Regions from separate parts of the Mus musculus genome. Here regions 1 and 2 are each linked to region 3. A link is a contact called in public Hi-C data. All regions are on one chromosome and are shown on one strand. Each heading gives the region's core, a stretch centred on a gene start, on an enhancer-like site or on the middle of the called end of the contact. The rest is flanking DNA. Distances are from core to core; before and after follow the strand shown. Region 1 has its middle 62 kb from the start of Tiam1. Region 2 overlaps Tiam1 (T cell lymphoma invasion and metastasis 1). Region 3 holds the start of Tiam1 (T cell lymphoma invasion and metastasis 1).

The links. A called contact is a pair of places that touch in the nucleus more often than the background predicts.
Region 1: a Hi-C map of cerebellum shows a contact between it and region 3, with 2.7 times the contacts expected there. The contact joins the enhancer-like site here to the promoter of Tiam1 in region 3. A contact is called at or near these places in 15 of 484 Hi-C or Micro-C datasets (8-cell embryo, the G1E-ER4 cell line, Sertoli cells and 10 more), 5 of 115 datasets of contacts at active chromatin or transcription factors (double positive thymocytes, embryonic stem cells and forebrain) and 4 of 9 other capture datasets (adipose tissue, embryonic stem cells, liver and 1 more).
Region 2: a Hi-C map of cerebral cortex shows a contact between it and region 3, with 1.8 times the contacts expected there. The contact joins the enhancer-like site here to the promoter of Tiam1 in region 3. A contact is called at or near these places in 4 of 484 Hi-C or Micro-C datasets (brain, cerebral cortex, embryonic fibroblasts and 1 more), 3 of 115 datasets of contacts at active chromatin or transcription factors (bone marrow-derived macrophages, embryonic stem cells and memory CD8 T cells) and 4 of 9 other capture datasets (adipose tissue, liver, macrophages and 1 more).

What each region holds. Positions count from the first base shown.
Region 1 is chr16:90,021,355-90,024,760 of GRCm38.p6, forward strand. It overlaps a transcript of Tiam1 not described here. Among named protein-coding and RNA genes, the nearest start is that of Tiam1, 62 kb to the left of the region's middle. Within about 2 kb of position 1,912, at least 11 of the 459 cell types and tissues checked have an H3K27ac peak or open chromatin away from gene starts, as enhancers often do. A contact at or near this core is called in cerebellar granule neurons and cerebellum, where this site is marked.
Region 2 is chr16:89,919,644-89,923,169 of GRCm38.p6, forward strand. All of the region lies in intron 2 of Tiam1 (T cell lymphoma invasion and metastasis 1), which reads right to left. Among named protein-coding and RNA genes, the nearest start is that of Tiam1, 39 kb to the right of the region's middle. Within about 2 kb of position 1,953, at least 36 of the 459 cell types and tissues checked have an H3K27ac peak or open chromatin away from gene starts, as enhancers often do. A contact at or near this core is called in brain, cerebral cortex and forebrain, where this site is marked.
Region 3 is chr16:89,958,783-89,962,199 of GRCm38.p6, forward strand. Tiam1 (T cell lymphoma invasion and metastasis 1) reads right to left here and starts at 2,045. Exons shown (of 28, transcript NM_009384.3): 1 at 1,895-2,045.

The DNA of each region.
Region 1 (3,406 bases), core at 662-3,161, 62 kb after region 3:
TCAGTGCTCTTAACCAAAAGTTGATACCGCAGCCTGAATTCTTTGCGTGGATAAAGGTGGCTGTGGAGAACGCGTTTGCCAGCTGCTTCTGAGACCGCAGAGAGGGAGCCGACAATGCTCTGACTGCCCTGCTCTGCTGAAGCACAGACGCAGCTTGGGAAATAAAGGAACGAATGCTGTCACGGGACAGGAAACGGTGTTTCCAAAGCAAGGTGGATCCAGCCGGCAGCTTTGCCAAGCACTGGATTCGGGTATAAACACAGCTGTCCCTCCATTTCTGTGGAGGAGAGAGATTCGCTCTAGAACTGTCTCCATATCTGTGGAGGAGAGAGGTTCGCTCTAGAACCGTCTCCATTTCTGTGGAGGAGAGAATGTACGTGGTTCTAGAACCGTCCTGGAACATCAAAAGTCAAGGAGGCTCTCGTTCTCATGGAACGGCAGACTATCTGTCCACATTCTCTACTCACCCCCAGCCCCTGTACACTTTGAATTCTCTCTAGATCATTTTTGCACCTAATACAATGCGCGCACATAAACAGCAGCCACACTGTACTGCTCAGGAAACAATGACAAGGAAAACTTTTGAACATGCTCAGTACAGAGGAAATTAATTTCTTTTCAAAATTATTGACACACACAGCTGGACAAGCAGTGCACACTTCTAATTGCAGCACTCAGGGAGGGGGTAGCCGTATCTCTGTGAGTTCAAGGTCAGCCTGGTCTGTGTGGTGAATTTCAGGACAGCCAAGAATACAGGGTGAGACCCTCTTTTTAAAAATCATAATAATTAAATTCAATTTAACCATGCACACATACACTGAGTCAGGTGGGTTTGCTCCATGCTGGTGCACGTGGAGAGCAGATTCTCTGTGATGCCAGCAAGGCTGGACAGCAGGAGGAAGTAACTTCATCTGTGCCTTGAAAAGGTTAAGAGGAGACCCAGCTAGACGGCTCAGCAAGAAAAGCCACTGGCCACCAAACTGGGCGATCTGAGTCTAAGCCCTGGAACCCAGAGGGTGGAAAAGCAGAGCTGATCCCACAAGCTACCCACTGATGACCTGTGTCAGGCTGTGGCACACGTGTGCACAGATAGATACATTGAGAGATAGATAGATAGATAGATAGATAGAGATAGATAGAGATAAGATAAGTGGGTAGGTGGATGAATGAATGAATGAATGGCAAAACATTTTTTAAAACAAGATAACCAATACAAACTCCTGCTTCTATTGGACATTTCCTAACATATCTGAATGGTATCCTTCCTGGCCTGGCTTCGGCATCTCTTGCTATTTCCATATGTCTCATTCATCCTGCCCCATGCCCACGTTAGCATGAATTTATGCCCCTGAGAAAGGAATCCCATCCCACTTTATCAAAAGAGTCAATAAAGCCAGTCTGGCCGCAGCCAGACCCTAGCACATCTACTCTTCTGCTTGGCACAAGCTCAGACTGCTTTTTAAGGAACCCTCAGGCAGACAAAAAACAGACAGGCCAGCTGTTCTCCTTCCACAGGGACCCGACTGGAAATGAGGTGACGATCCAGTCTCACAGTTGTGAGTGAGACTCGGCTGGACTCTCCTGCAGCAGCATCTGGGGTTACATCAGCTTAGCCATCTCAACACCTGGAAATGCACGGACTGGCCGGCCCTGGCGGATGAGAGCGGAGCTCGGGGAGCACTCTTCCAAGCTCATGATGACTACAAACGTGACAGTTGGCAGATGGTGAGGCCTGGAAGAAGAGCTGAGATCTGGTCCCTCACCTCTGCACGTCACTCCCCACCGGTGGTTCCTCCAGGGCAGAACCCTCAGGAGCCTGCGGGGTTTACTCTAAAATCACCACAAAGCTCTAAAGCTGCACAGGAAGAACTCTGATGAGCTTCAACCCTGATCCAAACCCATATGGATCTCCTTAACAACCAGGGGAGTGGGCAAGTGTCCGTGAGCACAGCCTAGACACAGCACATGCACACGTTTCTCCTGCAGAGGGTTTTCATTAACTTAAAAGAAACGCTGTCCTTTTTCTTCTCAAACTCAAAGGTTCCCAAAGGATCTATCTGCAAAGCTCTCGGGATGAATCAGGCACAGACAGGAAAAACTTACTAAACAGGGCCAACACTGAGGGCCGGCTGGGGACGGAGGTATGGAGGTAAGAAATCATTCCATTGTGTGTCCAGTAAACAATCAATAAAAGCACCTCAGATCAGCCAAGGACCCGCCCCACCCTGTCTCACATCACATTTGATGACTTACAGAACTAGACATCTTTAAGTCTACACATCAGGAAACGACACCCATCAGAATAACACGAGTCCCTGAAGGACAGGTGTCTGGCCTTTGGATCTGGACCACAGAGAAGAGAAAATCTCTCTTCTGCTGCCACCAGTGCAGATGGACAGGATCTGAAGATCATTTCCTCAGCGGGCAAAAGCCCAGGAAAGAGAAACCAGAAAAAGGTCACGTCCAAACAAATGCATCAAGCAAACCAAAGGATTTCCAGAATGCACTGGGGACACACGCCACCCGCAGGACTCAGAGAAAGCCGCCTCGGAGCTTAAATAGCCAACTGCTCCAAGGGACAGATTCTGCAAGTGTTCCCTGAGGAAGTCCCAGGTGATCAGAGGCTCCATGGAGGCGGGGTCTACCCCGGGAAATGGAGAACATCCTACAGCTCTTTCGATCACCCAACAGTGAGACCAAAGACAGAAGAAAATGAACACCTGGGAGAAAAAAAATCTTCATCCCATCTAAGACAGCTTTTCAAAGTACTTAGCGCAAGACCAGGAATTCTCAGCAAAAGCAGGGAGAGCTCACTGTATTATCGATCGTCTTGTTAACAGTGACAAATCCCATGGCTTGCCTGTGACACGTGAGTTCCCTCCGGAGATGACCACTGATCATCTGAGCAGACTTGGTGGGCTAGCCGAGAGGTCAGTTCGTGGAGATCAAGGCTGCTGACGTGGATCTTTCCAAGTCCAGGGCGAGTATGTGTAAAGGCTTCCTTCTTCTCCCACTTCCAGACCAAGAACCAGAAACACGGGTGTTCAATGCCAGTCTCCCTTCCACGCTCCACACTGCTCCCAGAATGCTTCACGAAGACCATGCTCTGTGGCTGCACTCCGCCAGGACAGGCTGAGTGGACAGGATTGTTCCTGCCTCTTCTGATGTTAGTGTTCTCTGCTTGGAATCCATTTCCCTTGTGCAGCTTACTTCCCAGTGGCCCGTGGCTCAACTTTATCAAAGGAACCCCTAAGCCATTAGGGAGGAAAAAATGGGTTTCTTGGCGATTCAGAACCATGTTAATATATTGCTGTGAAGAGACACCATGACCAACACAACTCTTATAAAAGGAATCATTTAATTGGGGGCTTATGAAGTGGAAATTTCTGGTGGTGTCATGTGATGA
Region 2 (3,526 bases), core at 703-3,202, 39 kb before region 3:
CTCTCTTCTGATCAGGTCTGGTGGCTTACATTACACCTGTAGTCCCAACTCTTGGGAGATGGAGTCAGGAGGATGGCAAATTCAAGGCCAAACTGAGTTACAACATTGCGAAAAGTGCTGGGGTCAAGTCCTAGCAACTCATGAAGTGGACATGGGCGGTAGAGGCAAAAGGATCAGAAATTCTGTGTCACCCTGAGCTACAAATCAAGTTCAAGGCTATCCCGGGCTACATTAGAGCTTATCTTTAAATTGTGTGTGTGTGTGTGTGTGTGTGTGTGTGTGTGTGTGTTTGTGTGTGTGTGTGTGTGTTAGGATTACAAGTTCTGTGAGGGAATAGCTCACTACTTTCTGTCATAGTGGTCAACGGGACATGTCCACTTATATTACATATACCCGTAATACCCCACTACTGTCCACACAAGCCAAGGATGGGAACTACTGATTTGACCAAACAACCAGACACCAGAGTCAATAAGCCGACAAGCAACTGACTTTCCTTTTCTCCATGGCATGAGGGACAGCGTCAGTATCTGCCAAATGAAGACATTCTAAGCAGTCTGTCCCCATAGAGTGTTCACAGTGAGTAGCTGGCTGGTGCTTCTTGTACTCAAGGGAGCTTGTCATCCTGGGTTGCTGGGATCCCAGGTTTCTACTCAAGCCAACACCTTCCAGCTCTTTCTCAGGATGGTGGAAAACAGCACTGGGGGCCGGAAGCACAGACTCGGAGCACACAGTTGGGCACTTGGCACCTCAGTGCCCTTCGCGTGACCCTTCACCCAGCTGCCCTATGACACACGTGCAAGCTGCGGAGGCCATGGTTCCCTGAGCTCCAGGCTGGCGGTACTTGATGCCAGCCTTGAAATCGCTAACCTCTCCCACTCGTGATCCAAGACTTCAAGTGCACAGCGGGGAGAGTGTGTGGGGGTGTCCCCAGCAAGTCCTCAATTCCAACCCAGCTGGGGCTGGGAGTTGAGCCTGAAAGCCCATCCACGGGGAGGAGGGTCGGGCTGATTGTTCAACCCCCTCCTACACCCTGCTCATGACTAATGCACCATGCTGAGAAAGCATTTCCTCCCAGCTAGGAAGAACTGACAAGTCCCCATTTAAACCAAACCAGTCCTGAGAAGGCTGGGGAGGAGGGGGGTGCCCTCCATGGCCTAAGCATAGCCCTTTCTGAAAATGCCCACCTTCGGAGAACACAGGCTAAGCACTCGGGCTTAAGACTGCCTCCTAACACTGCTTTTCCATGTGCCACATGAAGGAACACACACCACAGGTGGGTAAGCCATGTTCCTTTTCTTGAGAGCTGAGAGAACTTGTTAACTGGGTACAAACCAGCCAACCTCTCTGTGGCTTCAGATTCTTTGAAATACAATGGAGTGCCTCTAACCATTAGGCTCCACAGCCCAGTGGGTGTGGTGTAGCGAGTATCTCAGGAAATCAGTTATGGTTTATGCTTTGGAGGCTCTAGTCTGTGGTCTGCTGGTGAGGGGGCTCCTGCTGGATGCAAAGTCACTCCACAGACAGAGAGTGGAAAGAGAGATGAAACAGGGAAAAGACGAGGTCCCCAAATCCTCACAAGACACAGCCCATAATCTTTCCACCGGTGCCCGTAACCTTAAAAGGTTCCCAAAAGTGACAGGCTGGAGATTAAGCCTTAGAATAGGGGCTTTTGAGAGAGACTCCAACTGGCATGTAAGGGGGAGGGGGCGCATGCTGTACATAATCAATGTAGGGATTTGTTTTTCCAGTAGTGATTTTCCACTCAAAATAGCATCCATGAGGAGAAGGAGGGGATTAATCAAGTGTATTCACTAAACAGAGCCTGGTGATCAAAATAACAGCAGCCTCCTGCTTCTGCGATGCCGCGTTCCCGCAAGCGCAGGGAGGCTGGGCTGGGGGAGGCCTGAGCCAATGCTGGCGCCTGGGTGCCAGCTCCGGAGCCTCCTGTTTGGATCTGTTTCTCTCCCTGTCCTCACACTTGCAGGAACAATGTACCATCTGTGCCGTGCCACCCAGCTCAGTTCCGTTTCCCATGAAGGTAAATAAGACCCTGATGTCATTCTCCGTCTTAAAAAGTCCCTTCGACGACTGTTCTCAGGCCGCGGTCTTCACTCAACTCAACCCAATCCCACTCCGATCCCAACTCGATCTGCCTGCTCCGTCCACGGAGGGAGGAGCGATCTGCCTGCTCCGTCCACGGAGGGAGGAGCGGGGCGGTTCAGTAGGTAAAGGGGCTTGCCACAAAGCCAGGCGAGCTCCATCTTCGGGATCTCTAGAGTGAAAGGAGAGAACTCTACCACCGATGGGGGAGAAAAATGCAAAACCTTAAATCCCTGCCTGCATACACACCACGCATGTGTTACACACCACGCATGTGTTACACAACATGCCAATATTGCCTCGAGGTGCATTTTAACACAAAACAAAGCATTATCTATGTGTCAATGGCAGCCTTGATGTTCAAAACCAGCTTCGGTTCCAACTGAAGCTGGAACAGACCCTCGCTTACGTCTCCTACACTCCACGGGGCTGAGGAGGTGGCTCTGTGGTACAGCGTTCACTGCACAAGCCCGAGGACCTGAGTGTGGACCTCCCAGTACCCACAGGGAAGCTAGAAATGGCAGCATGGCCGTGTAATCCTAGCAGTGAGGAGACACAAACAAGAGGATCCCTGGGGCTGGCCAGCCAGGCTAGATGAGTTGTAAGTTCCAAGTTCAACGATACATACTGTCTCTAAGGAAGAGGTTAAAAGCAATAATCAGGGAAGACATGTGATACTGACTTCTGGCCTACACCGCGCACACACACACACACACACACACACACACACACACACACACACACTGGTACCCTGATAGCCCTGCTCCAGCTCATACTAATGACACAGAGTAACAACACTTGGTGGGTTGTGCAGTCTCATCCAGCGCAATGCCATGTGCTAAAAGTACCGTGCCGGGATCAGTGAGCCAAGAAAAGGAACAGAGCGCCATCTCTGTTCACTGTGTGTAAAGACAGGGCAGACGCCTGAAGGCACTGTGTGCTACAGAAAGTGGAATGGCGGATGTAAAGGTGGCGAGGGGAAGTGGGGACCAGAAGGAAGGTTGTGCAGCGATGTTTAGAGGTCAGCCTAAGAAAGTGAGACAGCCCTGGAGTTGGATGGCCAGGCTTATGTAAACAGGAATGCACTTAACAGCATGGAGCCATATGTGTATGTAAATGGTTACTACAGACAGCTGTATGCTGTGAATATCACAGGAGAGTAAAAATAGCTAGAGAACATGAATAAAATATGCAAGGTGCTTCATAATTTAAGAAGTGTGTGTATATGTGTGTGAACAATTATATGCACATATACACGCATAAACATAAACAAACAAACACACACACACACACACATGATCAGTTAATCACCATAGCAACCTGGGACCAGGTAAGCGCTTCACACCTACCCCACTTACAGGCATGAAGGTATACCTGCTGTCTGGGGACACAGGAGTGGCTCACTTGTCTTTGGATCCAGGCC
Region 3 (3,417 bases), core at 795-3,294:
GCTCCAGTCTTTAAAAACAATCTATCCAATGTAACTGTATACCAATATATTTTAAACCTTACAAGAACTGGGAAACTTCCAATGAAAATTAGTTACTAAAACAAACAATGTCAGTGGTCCTATAGATCTGTAACAAACTGTATTCAGAACTTTAAAAGCATATAAAGCAAACAGAGGCAAACCAGGAAGGAGGGGGAGGGGGCCAAAAGAAGACCACCACACAAGAGCTGGAGCTTTCCAGACACTTAGGGGTCCTACAGCAGAGTCAACCCCAGCTCCGTCCACTGTGTCCACCCACAGCGAGCACTTCATCTGTCACTCGCCGCGCAGCTTCCCCTTTCTCTCCCCCTTTCTCTCCGGGTTACTGTTCCATGAATCGCATCCATTACTCAGTGTTGCCCTGGCCATCACAAGATCCAGTTCAGCTGCCTCCTGCAGAGCGGCAGACAACCGGTTCCTCAGAAGTAGGTGCAACAACACCGTGCCCACAGCCACCTCCCTACTGAGCTGGTTCTGGATCCACAGAAGAGCTAGCAGGTGTGACAGCTTGGGCCATGCCACCTGTCCGTCCCCCACCCCCACCCCCACCCCCACCCCCGCCAGGTCTAGTTTGGTCACAGAGTCGTTCCTTTACATGTAGATCTTTACCCCTCAAGGGAGCAGAAGGTTCCCGGCAGCCTGCTTCCCAGATTCGCAATACCAGAGTGGAAGAGACAGCCGAGCCATCCTATCTGACACTAGGAAAATGACCAGATCAGCTAAGAACACCTCCCATTCCACTCTCTTCAAACTAGGAGTTTGTTGCAAAATGGATAGGTAGTTACAAACCTAAGAGCCAGCCATCGCAGTTACCTTTCTTACTATAAAAGTAATTTCATGAAGGATTAGCTAGTAACAAACATATAAGATCCTGGCTCCAATGCATCACCAAATCACTGATGAGATCCGAAATATGCAAAACAGGTATGTCAGCCTCAAAACTTCCTTTGACTTCACACAGCAATCAAAGACCACATACCCAAGAAAGTGTGCTGAAAACAAAAATCAGGATGGGGGGGGGGGGCGGAGCAGGGGGAGTGGGGGTCCGAGTTTATGCTTTGCTAGGATATTGTCTCTTACAAAGACCCCAAACCTGGTGCCACCCTTCAGCCAAACTTCCTCTCTTCACTCTACCCCAAATTCGATTAGGCAATGAATCAGATCAACCAGCTGCGGCAGAAAAACTCACATCAAAAATGAAGTTCCAGATAAACAAACAGTTCTCCCCCTCCCCCTTTCCCCATGCCAAAGGGGCTTTTAGCCCAACTAGCCTAATTGCAAAACTAGTGGGAAAACTCGAGACTTCCAGACCCTCATTCCAGAAGTCCCATCCAGGTGTTGGTCAGGAGCCAAAGCTTCAGAACACCCCCACCCCCACCCAAGGAAACCAGCCCAGCCTAGAATCCCAGCCCTCTCCTTCGCATTCCCTCCACCCACCCTACCCCATACACCGCCTAATCGCCCGAGGCTCACACAGCACGGTGGGTTTCAGGCAGGAAGCATCCCTGGTGGGTGTCAAGATCAATCTCACTGCCTCTTTCCCGTTTCTCTCATACAATGATCCTCGCTTAGGCAAGAGAAACTGATGAAGTTTTCCAGCCTCTTTTCCCGGAGAGTCAGAACCCGCGTGGCAGACTGCTTCTCACAGCACAACTGAGAAGCGCGGCGCTCTGGGTGCAGCATAGAAACTAAGCAGTGCCAGGACTCTGGCCATTCAGTCTCCCAGCCCCAGACCACAGTAAAGAGTTCCGGGGCTCCCACCCATCCTCGGCACAGCCTCACGCAGCAGCTTTCCCCGAGTACCCAGCACCAGAAGACTGCGGGTAGAAAGTGGATTGAATTTTCCGAAGCTCACCCGCTGCTCAGCGAGGCTCACACTCCCGGCCGCCTTTCCATCTCTCCAACTTCCAGTAACTGAAATCAGGAAGCTGTAGCCTTCCCCGCTGCCGGCGAGGGAGTGGGTGTAACTTGTGAAGTTTCGTGCTATGATGAATCTGGTCATTTGGGTGTGTTGGAGAGGGCCCAGGGCGGCGGCGGCGGCGGCGGCTCCTCCTCCTCCACCTCCCTCCTCTCCTCCTCCTCCTCCTCCTCCTCCTCCTCCTCCTCCTCCTCCTCCTCCTCCTCCTCCTCCTCCTCCTCCTCCTCCTCCTCCTCCTCTTCCCTCCCCTCCTCCTCCATCCTCGCCTCCCTCTCCGCCCCTTTCTTCAATTAAATTCTCGCCTTTGGCGTTCCTTTGCCTAGCTGAGGACTCTGCTGGCTGTCGTTCAGTTCCAGCACCCTGCTCCGCCACATCCTTGAGATTTCTCCCTATAGGATCTTAACTATTTTACAAGTGAAACTGAGCTCTCTGTGCAAAGCATAGGCTCTTGTTTGCTGTCACCTGCAGATATCTTGGTATCTCCTAAAGGATAACTACACCTCCTTACCTGCTCCCACAGGAGCGGAACCCTGGATGGTTTGCTAGACAGAGACGTAATTCCTAAACACTTGTTTAAACATAGAAATCGGACAAGGGAGAAAGGAGAAAAACAAAAACAAAACAAAAACCTTTTTAAAACCAGTGCTAACTGCTAACACAGTGCAGAAAATCCTCCAGAAGTTCTCTCTCGCTGGCCCTCTAACACAAAGCGGCCATATGTTTGATTCCCATGAACAACATTTATAGGACAGTTTCTAAAAATTGCAGAGGAAACCCACTAACTTCCTTCTCCCTCACTCCAAAGAGTACTGCTCTCCTGGCTCCACCTTGGTTTCCAAACATTAGTTTCATTAAATAAAACTTCTAATGGCCAGTGATAAAAAGAAGCCTCGGGTGTGGCCGGTCAGAGGAAGGAAGCATCATGATGTAGGAAGGCGGGTATCTGCAGCACAAAGCAGAGAGCTTTTCTGACATGGCTGCAGCAGTCGTGGCTGAGATTGACAGGTGAATAAAGCATTATCACTGTATAAGGTTGTTAGCTGTAGCAAAAGTCAAAGATATTGGAGCTAGAGAGATGGCTCAGAGGTTAAGAGCATCACTGCTCTTCCAGAGGTCCTGAGTTCAAATCCCAGCAACCACATGGTGGCTCACAACCATCTGTAATGAGATCTGATGCCCTCTTCTGGTGTGTCTGAAGACAGCAACAGTGTCCTCATATAAATGAGATAAAGAAGACCCCTGTCCCCACGCAAGGGACTTTCCTCAAATATATGGACCACAAAAATAGAAATGCAATAATCATTAAAGGGATTACAGTGACTCGAACACCAACCGGAATCAGGCAGGCAGGCAGGCAGGAAGCCATTGGTAAGAAAGGGATCTACAGTGTTTGCCAAGCAGACAAGAGGACCTGATCCAAAACATCCAAGCATACTGGCTGGCACTCGCCAGTAGCCCTA